Linked DNA regions of Rattus norvegicus: region 2 is linked to region 1. The links are chromatin contacts, called in public Hi-C maps. All regions are on one chromosome and are shown on one strand. The core of a region is the stretch at or near the end of the contact, and the rest is flanking DNA. Distances in the headings are between cores, read along the strand shown.

What was found. A called contact is a pair of places that touch in the nucleus more often than the background predicts.
Region 2: a Hi-C map of liver shows a contact between it and region 1, with 2.1 times the contacts expected there. The contact joins the promoter of Tcirg1 here to the promoter of Chka in region 1. A contact is called at or near these places in 4 of 12 Hi-C or Micro-C datasets (Schwann cells, frontal cortex and liver) and 1 of 1 datasets of contacts at active chromatin or transcription factors (oligodendrocytes).

The regions. Positions count from the first base shown.
Region 1 is chr1:210,502,898-210,510,476 of GRCr8, forward strand. Chka (choline kinase alpha) reads left to right here and starts at 3,218. Exons shown (of 12, transcript NM_001398586.1): 1 at 3,218-3,799. The coding sequence starts at 3,462.
Region 2 is chr1:210,564,073-210,571,651 of GRCr8, forward strand. It overlaps Tcirg1 (T-cell immune regulator 1, ATPase H+ transporting V0 subunit A3), which reads right to left and starts at 3,863. Exons shown (of 20, transcript NM_199089.3): 1 at 3,827-3,863; 2 at 1,534-1,654; 3 at 1,171-1,249; 4 at 427-647; 5 at 248-336; 6 at 1-75. The coding sequence starts at 1,650. Ndufs8 (NADH:ubiquinone oxidoreductase core subunit S8) reads right to left here. Exons shown (of 7, transcript NM_001106322.2): 6 at 6,036-6,164; 7 at 5,751-5,954. The coding sequence ends at 5,823.

The DNA of each region.
Region 1 (7,579 bases), core at 1,968-4,467:
GTCACCATGTAGTTGCTGGGAATTGAACTCAGGACCTCTGAAAGAGCAGTCAGTGCTCTTAACCTTTGAGCCTTAATCTCTCCAGCCTAACAGGTCAATTTTATAAAGGCATTTTATTAATTAAAGTTTCCTCTTCCCAAATGACTTGTGATTTTAACAAGAAAATTTATTGCAACCCTTTATCCCTGCCAGGAGGTAGGCTATTATAGTAATTTGACAGACGGGGACAGGCTTAGGCAGAAGAAGCCTGCTTGAAGGCAGATGCCAAGGAAGTAAAATGGGTAAGATTTGAACCCTGGGCAGCCAGGCTCCAAGGCTGTACCTCTCCCTTGCTGTGATATAGGCTCTAGAAGGGAGGAGAAGGTTGTGCCTCTAGGGCAAGCTTGTGACTGGAGAGGAAAACTTGGTTCACTCTGGCCTTCCTCAAAGTAGGGACTGGTGTGTGGCACAGGACCTCCACCTAACTTCAGAATTGCCATAGATGCTAGTAACAGGGTGTGCCTGTCCTAGAGCTAGCCCTTGCTGTTCGGGCACGCAAGGCTGGTACCAGCCACATGCTTCTACTTACAAAGCGGAGTTGGACCCATTGGCCCCACCCACTTTTTGTGATTTGGAAAGCTTGGAATGACAGAGGGGAGAAACTGCTTGAAGTGACCCTAAATCAACCCTATAGCCACATCACCTACGTTTAGATCCAGGCTATCATTTCCTACCTGTGTGGTCTTGGGCAAGTTCTGCTTTGTGTGTATGTGTGGGTGTGTGTGTGTGTGCACGTGCACATGTGGGTGTGTCCTCACTTGTGGAGAGACCAGCAGGCATCCTCAGGTGATATTCTTCAAGTGTCGGCTATCTTGTTTTTTGAGACAGGGTCCCTTCCTAGCCTGGAACTTGCCAAATTGGCTAGGCTGGCTGCTAGTGAGCCCCAGGAATGAACCTGACTCTGCCTCTCTAACTCTAGGATTCTAAGACATCCCACTACACCCAGCTTTGTTGGTTTGTTTGTTTGTTTTGCTCTTTGTGACAGGGTTTCTCTGTGTCATCCTGAAACTTGCTCTGTAGACCAGTCAGTCCTCAAACTCACAGGTTCACTTTCCTCTGCTTTCCGAGTACTGGGACTAAAGGCATGTGGCAGCATCATTGCCCGGCTACCACCTCATTTGTTTAAAGCTGGTATCAAAGTGATAGATTCATTAAGGCAATTTCATATATGCCATTAATAAGGTTTTCCACCCCTCGTGTGTGTGTGTGTGTGTGTGTGTGTGTGTGTGTGTGTGTGTGTGTGTGTGTTCCAGGCAGGGTTTTATTCTGGCTAGAGTTTTTATGTGGGTGATATATGTTCATGTTCTTTCCTAGCTTTGGCTGCCAGGAGGGAGCCTTTCCAACCCTTTCACCAGGGTGACCTCTTGCTGCTACTGGAAATTGTGTTCCCACGAAGGCGCCTTGTGGGTTCTCATAGTCTAAACCAGAAGAGGTCAGAGAAAACGTTACTGCAAATTATAGAGCTCTCCTCTCAGCCAGCTTGCCAACATTCCTCTGAGATTATGGGGACTCATATGGGGACAAAGGGCCAGTCACCTGCGAAGGCCAGTGGCACGGCCCCACCTCCACGTGGACTGCTGTTTTCAAAGTCCTTCGCTCCCTTATCTCAATGCCTTCCTGAATGGAGGCCTTGATTTCTTAGCCTTTCTAGCACACAGTGGTACTCTTAAGCTAGGCCTCCTTTTTTCCCTACTTCTCTGAAGTTCAACTCCAGGTCTAGCTCCGAGGGATCCTCCTAAGTCTCCTTCCATTTGCACTTTTTTTTTTTCACAGACAGGGTCTCACTAGGAAACTTGGGCTGTCCTGAAACTTACTGAGTAGACCAGGCTAGTCTTCAACTTGCAGAGATCTGCCTGCCTCTGCCTCTGCCTCTGCCTCTGCCTCTGCCTCTGCCTCTGCCTCTGCCTCTGCCTCTGCCTCTGCCTCTGCCTCTGCCTCTCAACTACTGGTATTAGTGTCATGTGCCACCATGCTTAGATTATTTGCATTCTTTTCAGTAATATCATTTTAGGGAGAGTAAGACCAGATAAGTATCTACTCTTTTTGAAGAGTTTTTGGCTTCCAGCAGACTGTAAAAACCCACAAAGAAGCCATTTTCTGCATGTTGGGCTCTGGATTTTCTAGACCTTTGGCAGCTGGAGAAACTTTTCTTCCTAGTTATACCCCACAACACAGACCTGTACTTTTATATTCTTTGTAGCCTCAATTACTTCCTGGAAGGACTGAAAGATCAGACCAAAGAATGAGGCAATGTGTGGGCATTCAGAGTAGGGCCTTGGCCCCCTTCCATGCCCTAGGGCAAAGGTACGTTAGTCATGGTCACGCGACTGGACAGCCAGGAAAGGGGGGGGGGCGGCAGATGACAGCGTCCAAAAAGACAGGAAGCACCCTTGGCTAGCAATTCTGGCGGCTGTTGAGGCCAGGCTGTTAGGAAAATGTCCTGAATCTAGCTGACATCCTCAGCACCACGGACAGGGAAACTGAGGCTGCGGTGCGTAGAGGGAGGCTTAAAGCCGAGAGCGCAGTCAGCTGACAAGAGGGTGTGTGGCCTTGACCCAGTCTCTTTTTGATATTAGAACCGCAGAGGAAAAATGCCTCCGGCCGGGAGTTGTATCAAGCGTGGATGCATCTCGAACAACGCCTGGGAAATGGGAACACCCACAAAGCTCCTTCAGGAGCTGCCTTGCCCCAAGGTCACGCGGAAAGAGCAGCTAGCCTCCAGACACCAATTTCCTGCCAGCTCCTGCAAAATCCCCGGGGCCTTTCAAATCACCACTTTCAGACCTGGGGGCGTGTAAGGAAAGTTTCCCTCTCAACACTCACTCTAGGGTCTGCCAAAGCTGCAGAGGCCTCGACTCGACTCTCTAGCCTCGAGAGGCCCAAGTCCGCGAAGGCGCCACCTTGTGAGTGCTGGCAACCGAGGTAGCGGGTCCTTTCTAGGACCCTCGCGACCCCTAGACAAGGCCCCGCCCCCGGTGCACTGGCCCCTCCCTCACCGTGGGCTCACCGCCTGAGGCGAGGAGGGGCTGTGCCGCAGCCAATGGGAAAGCGGCGTGGCGAGGGTGGCGGCGGTTGTGATGCGCCGCAGTGTCCAATCAGCGGCGAGCGCGGGGGCGGGCAGTGACGCTAGGCTCTCCGCGTGCTACTCTGTAAAGGAGCGAGCCCCGCGGCCCACTACAGCAGTCGCCCGCCGTCAGCCTCCCGCGCTCGTCTCTCGTCACTGCTGCTCGGCGTCCATTGCTGCCTCTCCCCGCAGTCGCCGACGTCGCTTCCCCGCGCGCTCCCACAACCGCCGCCCCGCCGGTCAGTGAAGCCGGTGAGCCATTCCCCGCGCCGGCCCCCAGAGGCGGGCATCCAGCCGGACCCCGAGTGTGGCCCTCTCCTGCTGTGGCCGTCCGCGCCTTCTCGACCGCTTATCCAGCATGAAAACCAAGTTCTGCACCGGGGGCGAGGCCGAGCCGTCCCCGCTTGGGCTGCTGCTGAGCTGCGGTGGCAGCGCTGCCCCGACGCCCGGCGTAGGGCAGCAGCGCGATGCCGCAGGCGAGCTGGAGTCCAAGCAGCTTGGTGGCCGGTCCCAACCTCTCGCGCTGCCGCCGCCACCACCGCCGCCCCTGCCGCTGCCCCCGCCGCCATCACCGCCGCTAGCGGACGAACAACCCGAGCCCCGGACGCGGCGCAGGGCCTACCTGTGGTGCAAGGAATTCCTGCCCGGAGCCTGGAGGGGCCTTCGCGAGGACCAGTTCCACATCAGTGTCATCAGGTCGGTGACTGCGGCACCGCGCGGGGGGAGGTGGGGGCGGGGCGGGGCGGCGGCCCGGGTAGAGGTGAGCGCTGCGCATGGATCCAGGAGCACACACCCCGCAGCGCGGAAGGCCGCCTGCGGGCGAGCTTTGAGAATACGTGAGCTGGGATGCTGGTCCCTTGCGGGAGAACAATACTGTGCAGTCACACAAGTACATTCTGTACCAAAGCTCAAAATAGATGAGTCTAGGAAGCCGTTTCCCTACGAGGGCCTTCAATGAAAAAGGGATGTGTGGCTGGGCTTTAGAAAAAGAGGGAGGAAAAGTCCCCGGGTAACTTTTCCTTGTAATCCCTTTAGTCTGTAATTTGATCACAGCCCTCTCCCCTTCCAGAAATTCTCCTTTGGCACTCGGGGAGGCAGAGGCAGGCGGATCTCTATATATTTTCGAGGCTGGTTTGGCCTACATAGCTTCAGGTCAGCCAGAACTACATGGCAAGATACAGTCTCCAAAAGAGGTAGAAAGGAAGTTGATGTGTGTTAATGGAAGGTAGCAGTCAGTCACTCATCTCCTTCTGAGGCTCTTAAGTCTTTGTCAACCTGTGTTACTGGCCAGCGTCTGGAGGTGTGGCTTCACAAATAATCGTGAAATAAAAAGAATTCCTTCTCTGAAAGATGGATCTCTTGTGGGCAGAGTAGCCTTGAGCATCCTAGGTATTGGAGCCTGACTTTGAACCACTGAGGATCCTGAGTGCGTGCGACACACACACACACACACACACACACACACACACACACACACACAGAGCTCTGGTTGTCTTGGAACTCACTATGTAGACTCACAGAAATCCACTGCCTCTGCCTCCCCGAGTGCTGGGATTAAAAGCATCTGCCTGGCATTCTCCACTCCTTTTAAATTTAAATATATTTCATCTTAGATTAGAAAATTTTTTTAATGTATTCAGACTAATAGAGAAATGTAGCTGTACCCTTGCCATTTTGTACAAGTGCTTGACATTCAGTATTGAACTTTTTTTTTTTTTACCTTTAAAAACCCATTTGGTCATTTTCTACCAGTTTCTGTTTGATTGGTTGACCCAGTTGAGTGCCAAGTGTCTAGAAACTGACTGGCTGGCTGGCTGGCTGGCTGCCATCAATAATCCTCAAATCCAGTTCTAGTCATTTGATTCCTTTTCCATGCCCAGTCTTTCACCAGAGTCATGAATGCAGCAAAATTAACTCTTTGGATGGATGGCACTTCCTCTTAGCTTTTCAGGCCCCTCATGGACATGAGAATATGTCAGATATGTCTGAGCAGATAGTTAAAAGGTAGTTGGTAGGTAGTAGAAAAAGAGAACCACAGATACTCAAATCATTGTTGAGTGTCCTAGAAAAATTTGTCCCCAAACTTGTCCTCTGGCAGGCTTGGCAGTTGTCACCAGGGGAATGATAGAGATTACTGTGGCACATTCTTCTCCCTATAGAAGTAAAGGTAGGTCTCAGGGGATGTGCTTGTTCCAGCACTTTGGAGGGAGAGGTAGGAATATCAAGAGTTAAAGGCTAGCCTGGGCTACATGGCAGGTTTGAAGTTGGAGTCCAACCTGGATTACATGAGATCTTGTTTCCTCAAACTAAACCAAAACTCTGAAGGAGTGACTTGTCTGAGGTCCATTGACAGCCCTCTGGTGTTCCTCTCTTTTACATTGGCCCTGAGGTCTGTTTGGACAGCCCTATACCCAGCCTTAGGCCTGTTTGTGATTGTCTCCAGGGACTGTGTCACTCATCAGTTAAATCTGTTTTGCTCAAACTAGTCATTGCAAAAGTATGGAGAATCTTTTGGGGTTTTCCTTTTTTTTTTCTCTAAGAGTTAGTATTGAAGACAGGACTTTCCTTTTGGATTGCAGTGTCTTTTAAAATGTGGCATGCTGTAAACGTGCGGGATAGTCAGTGGTTATAGAATATATTGAATAAGGAGAAAGGATGATTTAAGGTGTGGGGAAGAGGTAGTAACTACCTTTAAGTTAGTGGCCTGTCTGTTACTTTTGCTGGGTCTAGTCCATCTGCCTGATTTATTCATTTCAGTTCATTCAGCCTGTCCCAGGTTTAGCCATTTGACTCCTTCCCACCTCAGAATGTATTTTCTGCCCTTGCCTTAATAGTAGCCAGGCTCCAATTCCTTCGTCCTATTTGCTCTGTTCCCCCATAAGTCTCTCTTTTGCCTCGTCACATGGTAACAGGAGGTCCCAGCCATCTCAGCATCATTCTGTATGTACCACCTTCTATCTAGTTCATTCTCTATCCTGTTGACAGCAGTTTCACAAATGCCATCCGTTGCTCCATGGCTTTTGTAGCTAGGAAATAAAACCTAAAATTGTTTGCAAAAGTCTAAACCTGGGTTTCAGTCTACCTGGAACTGTTACTCTTTTAAAATCTCCCTTTCCCCAACCACAATGGCTGAACTCCTTCCACTGGGCCCAGTGCTTCTGAAAGAGCTCTGTGTTTCAGTACCAGGCTTTTCTTTGCTCTGCTTGGCAGTCCTTTCCCCAGGACTGCTTTTAACATTCCTGCTTCAAGGCCTCACTCAGGGAGAACCAAAAAGAAGGAGCACATCCCCCATCTATTATTTCCTCTCCAGGACTTAAGGGTTGCTGGCCTTGACATCAGTATTTAACATACTTGGCTGTAGGCTTGTTTCTACTTTCCCTTAAGACCGATTCCTAGAGAGCATTTCACATTCAGCACTTTGTGAGATATGGTCCTGTGTACTGAAAAATGACCTCTAACTTCTTCTCAGTTTGGCTTTCTTTTTTTTCTTGTCTTTTTTTTTTTTTTTTTGGTGGGGTCGTTGGGCAGACTCTAACTTTGTAGCTCAGGGTGGCCTCAAACTCTTAGTAATTCTCTGTCTCAACTTCCAAAGTTATGGGATTATGAGTATGGATTGCTGAGCCTGGCTTTTTTTTTGTCTTTATTATTTTTTTCAGTATCATACTCAAACCAGAGCATGCACTCTATACCTGGCCTTGGATCTTGCCTTCATTGTGTTAACTGAAAAATTATCATCAGACATTGTATCATCTGGATTTTGTGTTGGTGCTGAAATTTTACTGTTTTGCATTTTACATTGAGGTGCATGTTTCATTTGAAGTTTATTAAAGGGGTTTGTTTCTGGACTTTTACGTGTGTCTGTATGTGGTGTCCAGTTGCTCTGAGACTAGTTGCCAAAAGTACTGTTTTTCTCTATGGTATGGCTCTTGCTCTTGTCAAAGATTGTGTTTGTGGGCTTTTCCAAGTTTATTTTTATCAACATTTTTAGTTTCATTTAATTTTTTTTTGAGACATAGTCTCACTGTATATCCTTGATTGGCCTGGAACTCACTATATAGACCAGACTGGCCTTGAACTCACAGAGATCTTGGTCTCCAGTGCTGAGATTGAAGGTATGTGCCTATATACGTGGCTTATATTTATTTATTTTATCTTGTGTGTGTGAGTAGTTTGTCTGCATGCATTCATGTACATGTATGCACTGTCCATGGAGACCAGATGAGGAGGGTACCTGATCCCTTGTAACTGAATTTACAGGTGTTTATGAGCTATAAGAGAACTGGGAACAAAGCCTGAGTGTTCTGTAAGACTAGCAAGTGCTCTTAACTGCTGAGCAATCCCTCCTTAATTATTGTAGTTTTATTTTTATTTTTTTAAGATTTATTCATTTATTATATATAAGTACACTGTAGCTGTCTTCGGATACACCAGAAGAGGGCATCAGATCTCTTTACAGATGGTTGCGAGCCACCATGT
Region 2 (7,579 bases), core at 2,613-5,112, 62 kb after region 1:
AAGCCGCGGCAAGCTCTCCAAAGCAGGCGCTCCAGGGCTGCAGCCTTGCAAGGCTCCACAGCACCTGCCACAAAACTGCAACAGAGCTGGAGGGGGACTGCAGCCTCCTCCCAAGCCAGCTCAGTAGGAAGCACCCACAGGGAACCCCCCCCCCAAACACAACAAACAGAGACTCAGGGGCCAAAGGGTCCCTGTCTTTGGTCAGTGCCCTCAGGCTGTCAAGAAAAGACAAACTGCCCCCACTCACTTGACCTTCAGGTCTGCATGTGGCCCTGGGGTGGCTGAAAGCAGGGGTGTTCTCTCAGTGGTGGGTCCCTCCGTATGGACAGCTGCCATCTGGTCACCAAGAGACATTGTGAGGCCCGGCCTAGGTTGGGTTTGGCATATGTATCTCCTGTCCCCATCCCTGCCCTGACTGTGGCTGACCGGAGGGGCGTGGCTCTGGCCCAGCACGGCTGAGTGGAGCTGTAGCTGGTGCAGCTGGGCCCGAAGTGCCTGTTGGTTGCCTCGAACATCCCGAAGCTCCTGGGCCAAGCGGTCCGTTTCCTCCTGGATGCGCAGCAGGTCTCGGGGAGGTGGTGCTGGCAGTGTCCCCTCGGGTGGGGTCAGTGTCAGGCCTGCCCGCTGCACTTCTTCCCGCAAGAAGGCTAGACACAGAAAGGGTGGCAGGGAGGTTAGGGGAAGCCACACAGAACATGCCAGCTAATGTCTACTGTTAGCCAAGAGCTGCAGACATGTAGGGAGATCCCAAACGCCTATCAAATGCCATGACTAATCTGCTGAGTCAGGACTCCAGAAAAATCCCAGGCTAAACTGCTGTTTCAGAAGCTCTGTTCCCCCTGTTCTGTCCTCATCTCTAACGTAAGGAAGGACTTCACAGCCTTCCATTCCAGCGTCTGCCCACCCCAGTCCATGTAGGCAGAAAGCCTGAATTGCGGCTCATACTCCAAGGCAGCCCAGCCTTAGGTCCTTGGCTCCACCCACCCAGAGTCAACCTTGGCTCCACCCACCCAGAGCCAAGTTCGTCCTGCGGATCCCGGCAGTCCCGCCTGCACCTCCCTTCTCTGCCTTCCACCTGGGTAGCTGGGACACTTCCTTTCAGACCAAGGCTGGCTAGTGCTCCTTCCAAGAAGCTAGCCAGCCTGGAATGTGGGTCTGGGTCCAACTTACTGAAGGTCTTCTCCAGCTCCTCGCAGCGCCGGACCTCTACCACGAAGCGTCTCTGGAAGGCACTCACCGATTCGTTGAGCTGTGATGGATACACATAGGGGTCAGAATCTCTGGGAGGGGCCTAGGAACTGCTCTGGGATCTAGGTCTGAGGCACCTCCTCCAAAAGTTGCTGGGTGCCCAGTGAGCCTGAAGTGACCAGCTGGAGCAGACTCAACCCCGTGCCAGAGAGGGCATGAGTAGGCATGAGGAGGGCACCAGTGCTGGAAGGGAGGGTTGGGATGCTTCCACGGCAGGCCAGGGGGAATCACGGGGCCTTTCCTGATGTGGGTTACCTGCCCAGGGCTCTGTCCCACCCCACTTACGTCTCTAAACTCCACGAGGCCCAGCTCACCCAGCTGGCTCACACAGTTGTAGGCAGATGCTGTGGGCAACAGGAGCTGGACCAAGGCCACCTCTTCACTCCGGAACATGGAGCCCATGATCCTTAGAGCAGGCAAAAAGGTTGGCTAGGAGCTAGTTCCAGGCAGGCATCCATACGCCTCTTCCCACTCACTGGATTGACAGATGGGGAAACTGAGGCTCCGAAAGAAGTAATGGGTACTGAGGTCGACAGAAAGTCAGTAGCCTGAGAAAGCATGGAGCAGCCCCATGACCCTAAAGCCTACCATAAGCTGTTAGCCTTCCACTGCCTCGTTGCTCCAGTCTATCCCAGAGACCACCGTTTGCAGCACTGTATCACCTCTCTGCCTGTGTCTACTGGAGACCCAGCTTAGCCCTGGGGCCAGAGGCTCCAGTCCTGAGGCTATGACAACAGACACCAAAAGCTGCTGAGCTGTCTAGCCTGCTTCCCTACACACGCAGTGGGTGGAAGGCTCTCTAAGTTCCCTGGGGCTAAAATCCTGAGGGAGAGGATTGGGTGGGGGTTGCCTTAGGCTACCCGGCTTGCTGGCATTGCCTGTGGGGCTGGGAAGTCCGGTGTTGAAACCAAGAAAGTGAAACTGTGAAACAAAGGGCAGGAAGCCCTGGTGGCCTAGCTCCAACCCCAGCAGGCACAGACACATCCTGGCTGGAGAGTGGACTCCAATACTCTCCCTGGGCCAATGCCTGCTCTGTAGCTATTGCTCTTCAGGGCCAGGGTCCTGGTGGGACATTTTCCTCAGCTCTTAAACTGGCGTTGAGGGCTGGGGGACACAAGTGGGAGCACACATTGAGAGGAACTTTAGATACTAATATGGGCCCAGCTTGCTGCCTGGCTCTGCCCAACTTCCTCCCTAGGCCTGGTTTACTTAAGGGGAAACCACAGTCCTGTCCCCAGCCTGGAAGAGGAAAGAATCCAGAGGGTGGGCAAGGGCTTCAGAAGAGCCAGGCCCTACACAGGCAAGGGTGAGCAGGAAGGGCTGGGTGAAGAGGGCCAGGAACCAAGTCTCTAGGGTCCTCCCTGAAATGTAACCAGCTGTGTGACACTGGGTAAGTCACTTGCCCTCTCTGGGTCTGTTTCCTCTTTGACAGAATAAAATTTGGCCACCCCTGGCAGGAAAGATGTGAGTGGGGAGGTGAACAAAAGATGAGTTGGGGATTTAGCTCAGTGGTAGGGCGCTTGCCTAGCAAGCGCAAGGCCCTGGGTTCGGTCCCCAGCTCCGAAAAAAAGAAAAGAAAAGAAAAAAAAAAAAGATGAGTCTCCCTACATCTTACTTCTATAAACACCCCTCCCCCCAATGCCTAGTGGACACCCCAGCCTTAGGATTTGTTTGTTTGTTTGTTTTTCAAGATAGGTTTCTCTGTGTAACCTTGGCTGTCCTGAACTGGCCTTGAACTCATGGATGAGCCTGCTTCTGCCTCCTGAGTGCTGGGATTAAATGCCTGTGCCACCACCACTCCTACCCCAGCCTTATCTTCTAAGTGGGTCAACCCAGGTTGAGTAAGGTGAAGTCTAAGGCCATATGGCCAAGGAACCAGACCAGAGAGGGGTCTACCCAGACAGAGGAAGGCTGCTCTGACCTGGCATGTCCCACCATGTCCCAGCACCATAACCACCAATACAGGGGTGCCCCAGACAAGGAATGCTAGCCAGTAAATGCAAGACAAATAAAAGTTGCTCCACACTCCCTGCAGAGAGTCCACACTATGCACTGTGATGTTAAAGGTCCTGTCTCCTGCCTCACCAGGACATCTGCAAGCTAGACCCACACACACCATTCCTGCTCTGGCCTTCCCCCTCACCACCCCCGCCCCCGGAAGCCCTGAAGGTCTGCCTTACTCCTGCATCCCCTTTCCGAGTCTTCTTTCGACCCTTGCCTTTTCTTCCAGCCCCTGCTCTTCAGAGGATGACAGAACGAGGAGAGGGGCTGGATTCTGCCTTGAACCGGGACAGCCTCCGTTTCCTCATCTGTAGAATGGGTCCCTCCCACAGAGCCAGACGCAGCAGGGGGCTCCTTGAGCTCAGACTTGGTGAGGCGAGCTCTGAAGTTGCCCGGAGTTAGTAATCTATCCTCTGCTTCTCCTTGCGGCCTGCCTGCACCCCACACAGCCTAACACGGGCGCGTGGCCGCTGAGTTGCCTCCACCCGGAGTCGGGCGGGGAGACTAGACCCTTGTCCAGGCGGAGAAAGCGGTTGGTAAGCAGGGCTGGGGCTCCTCAGTTTAGCAGGATACTCACCTACGTAGACTCGTCTCTCAACTCAGGACTTAGGATCTGAGCCCGCCCGCCCGCCGGCCTCTGCAGCTCACTCCAGCTCCGAAATACCAGAGTGGGCGTGGCCTGTGACGGTCCGCCCACTGCCCGCCCCCGCTGAGTTTGGGCGCCGGGTGGGGGTGGGGGCGAGGGCGGTGGATGAAATGGTTCTGGAGGTCCCGGAATCGTTTAATCCCGGGGATTGGGAGATAACCGACACCTGGGATGCCAGGTAGGACTTTAAGGATAGGTAGGCCACCTTCAACTTCCTGATGGGTCCTAGCACGTACAACAAGCTGCTTAGCTATTGTGCAAGATCTGCTGCTACCCAACCTCACCTAGTTCAGGCTGGGTAAGCGTGAGCCCACTCTTTGGGTCCCTCTCCACTGGCAGCAGGGTGTTGGTTGGGCCAGTCTCTGCTGAGGAACTTGCTCCCAGGAGACTGGAGACTCTCCAGAAGTGCCTCAATCTCCTTCCTAGCCCTTGGAGTCTGGAAACTGAGATTCAGGACCATTTAGCTGTTTGCACTTTGGACAGGCTGGACTGTAGCCACTGGGGACCAGAGGGGCAAGGGGCCCCTCAGCTCTGCTGATCCTTGGACCCCATTCAGTAAACAAGGGCCCTAGTGTGTGTGGGCCCTAGTATGTGTGAGTAAAGAATGGGAGCCTAGGGCAACCTGGAAACTGAGTCAAAGTGGGTAGGTATCCTCAGAAAGCAGGTATGGCACAGGTCTGATCTGACTTGGTGTGAGGACCCTCACACAAGTACACCAGGGGGCACAAGTCAGTGCTCTTCACTGTGGGGGAACATACAGGGCTACAAAGCTGTCATGGTTGCTGTGGTAGAAGTGTACATTAGAATATGAGAACCAAGCCACCAGCAGCAGCCTGTGTGTGTGCGTGCTGTGTACGTGTGTGTACATATGTGTGCGTGTCTGTGTGTGTGTGTGTGTGTGTGTGTGTGTGTGTGTGAGAGAGAGAGAGAGAGAGAGAGAGAGAGAGAGATGTTCACCTAACACCCACAGGCAGGAGGAGTCAGAGCTGCACAGCTTCGCTGGGACTGCAAACTGAGAAGCTGGGGCCCCCACAGCAGCCTGGGCAGGGACTCAGTGGGCAAAGGGGATGTAGCAAGAGGCAAGGCCAGCTCAGAGGCAGCGGGACCTATGTCATTCCCTTGTGACTGTCACCCCATAGCAGGCTTCCTGTTCCCCAAAGGATATTCTGACCTTGGGGGTTACTGGGTGCAAGTATGTGCAGCTACACTCCCCGTGCAAGCACACGTGGAGGCCCGAGGCTGACAGCAGATGTCTTTCCTCGGTTGCCCACCGCCTTACTCATTTTTGATACGGTCTCTCACTGAACCTGAAACTTGCCATCTTGATTAAATTTGGTTAGCCAATGACTCTGGGATCCACGAGACTCTATCCTCCAGCAGTGGCCGCACTGAGCTTTGATGTGCAATCTCAGGATAAGAACAATTTATCACTCAGCCCCTACCCAGCTTCCTCCTGAGGCTCTCGATGGACTCTGGCCTGAAGCCAGAAAGGATCCAAGTTCAAACAACTGTGGTGATGGAGATCTGAGAAGACAGAAGACTGGACCTCACCTCTCAGACACCCGACACCAATGGGGACAACAGGCCCGTGGTGTGGGAAGGCTGTGGGGAGAAGCCCAGATGTGTGATATGGTTCTGGGTACTGTTGCCCACCACAAAGAGGCCCAGTAGCTTGGAGCCATAGAGGAAGGCTGGGCTCTGCCTTTGCCAGATTTTGCGGGCAGGTGAGCCACTGGAACCCACTGAGGGAAGGATGCAGCAGGCCATGCACATGTATCTGGTCTGGGCAGAGCAAACCAGAGGCCTGGCTGCGTGGGGTAGATTCTGCCCTAGAAATAGAACACAACAGGCAGTGTGGGATCAGAGTTTCTTTATGGGCTATAGGGGCCACAAGGCTGGCCAGGTGGCAAGGTCACCGGTGGCCCGGTCACCGATACAGGTAGTCAGCCTGGATGTTGGCCGCGATCTCGGCCTCCCACTTGTCACCATTGTTGAGTAGCTTCTCCTTGTTGTACAGCAACTCCTCATGCGTCTCGGTGGAGAACTCAAAGTTGGGGCCCTGTGAGGAGGAGGTCAGTCAGTCAGCAGGGCAAACCCTTCCCAGGAGCCTCTGTGCTAGCCCTTCACCCAGCCCACTCACCTCCACGATAGCGTCAACAGGGCAGGCTTCCTGGCAGAAACCACAGTAGATACACTTGGTCATGTCAATGTCATAGCGTGTAGTCCGGCGGCTGCCATCTGCTCTTGGCTCAGCCTCAATGGTGATGGCCTGAGGGGCAGGCCACAGGTCACTGTCATACTGGCAGACCCCTCCTGGCCCTGGGTCTGCCCATCACAGCTCAATCTGCCCCCTGGACATCTGCATGGTTGCCTCATGTCCTCAGCCCTCCAAATGAGCCCCACTCACGTGGCCCCATTAGTCTCTGCCAGGTTTGTGCTCAGCATTTACCCAGGTGACCCTCCTGTCCCACCAGGAAAAGGCTAGGATCTGCTCTGTCCCCTGAAAAGAGGTCCCTTGGACAGTAAGTACCCAAGGACTGCCGTGTTGAACACCTTTCCTAACAATCCCCATTTGGTGGAGAAACTTAAGCCTCAAGAGAGATGGAAGGATCTCCTGCATTCACAGAGTAATGAAGGACATAGACCAAATCTGAAGGTATATCCTTAACTTTCAGTTTCTGGGGGGCAGCTGTATGCCAGGCAAGGGTAAAAAGGGATAGCCTGGGAACTACAGACCAGGAGGACCTTAAACAAACGTGACACTCCCTAATGGAAAGTTCACTACTCATAGTAGAGCCTCAGGAGCCACTACTTCCTTCCTTCCTTCCTCCCTTCCTCCCTTCCTTCCTCCCTTCCTTCATTCCTTCCTTCTTTCCTTTTTTTTTGGGGGGGGGGGCAGAGTTTCTCTGTGTTCCCTGGATGTCCTGAACTCTATAGACGAGGTTGGCCTGGATGAAAGGCATGTCCCACCATGTCCGGCAAAGGCACATCCTTTTGTGTTTATAATGGCGGGAATTCAATCTCTCCGGCTACTCTTGCAGTTACAGGGAGGATATGAGGGATGAGCCTAGCCTGTCTGTGCAGAGTGCACTCTACCTAGGAGCCACACCAGACACACTGAGCTTCTGGGGCACAGCTCAGAGCTGGAGTTAAGCATGGCAGGCTAGGCAATGTCACAGGGCCAGTCTTAGGGCTACAGCTGCTGGACCTCGTGCTAGGCACAACAAAGCCATCACAGCACCTTCCTGTCTCCCCAACCTCGGGTATTCTGTATAGCGCCTACCAGCACAGTTGAAAGGCAGGCTCTGAGGAGCAGCCAGGCTCTGAGGAGCAGCCAGGCTCTGAGGAGCAGCCACTCCTGTTGCATACCCTCAGCTCAAACCCAGAATGGGCAGACAGACAGGGTTCCTGAAACCATGTCATGGCCCCTAGGCCCAAATGTCACATGATTATTGACTCCTAGGGTGGGATATGAGTAGGCCATGTGGCCTGCTTGGAATGGAGCCTGCCCCTGGCTGGCTTCCTGACTCAGCCCTTGGACATGAAGGACTTGTCCCCCACACAGGGTCAAGGTTAGGTCAAGTGAGAAAAGGACAATGTCTGTGACAGTGCATGCTTTTATCTCAGTACTCCAGACTCATGCAGAGGCAGACAGATCTCTGAGCTTAAGGCCAGCCTAGTCTA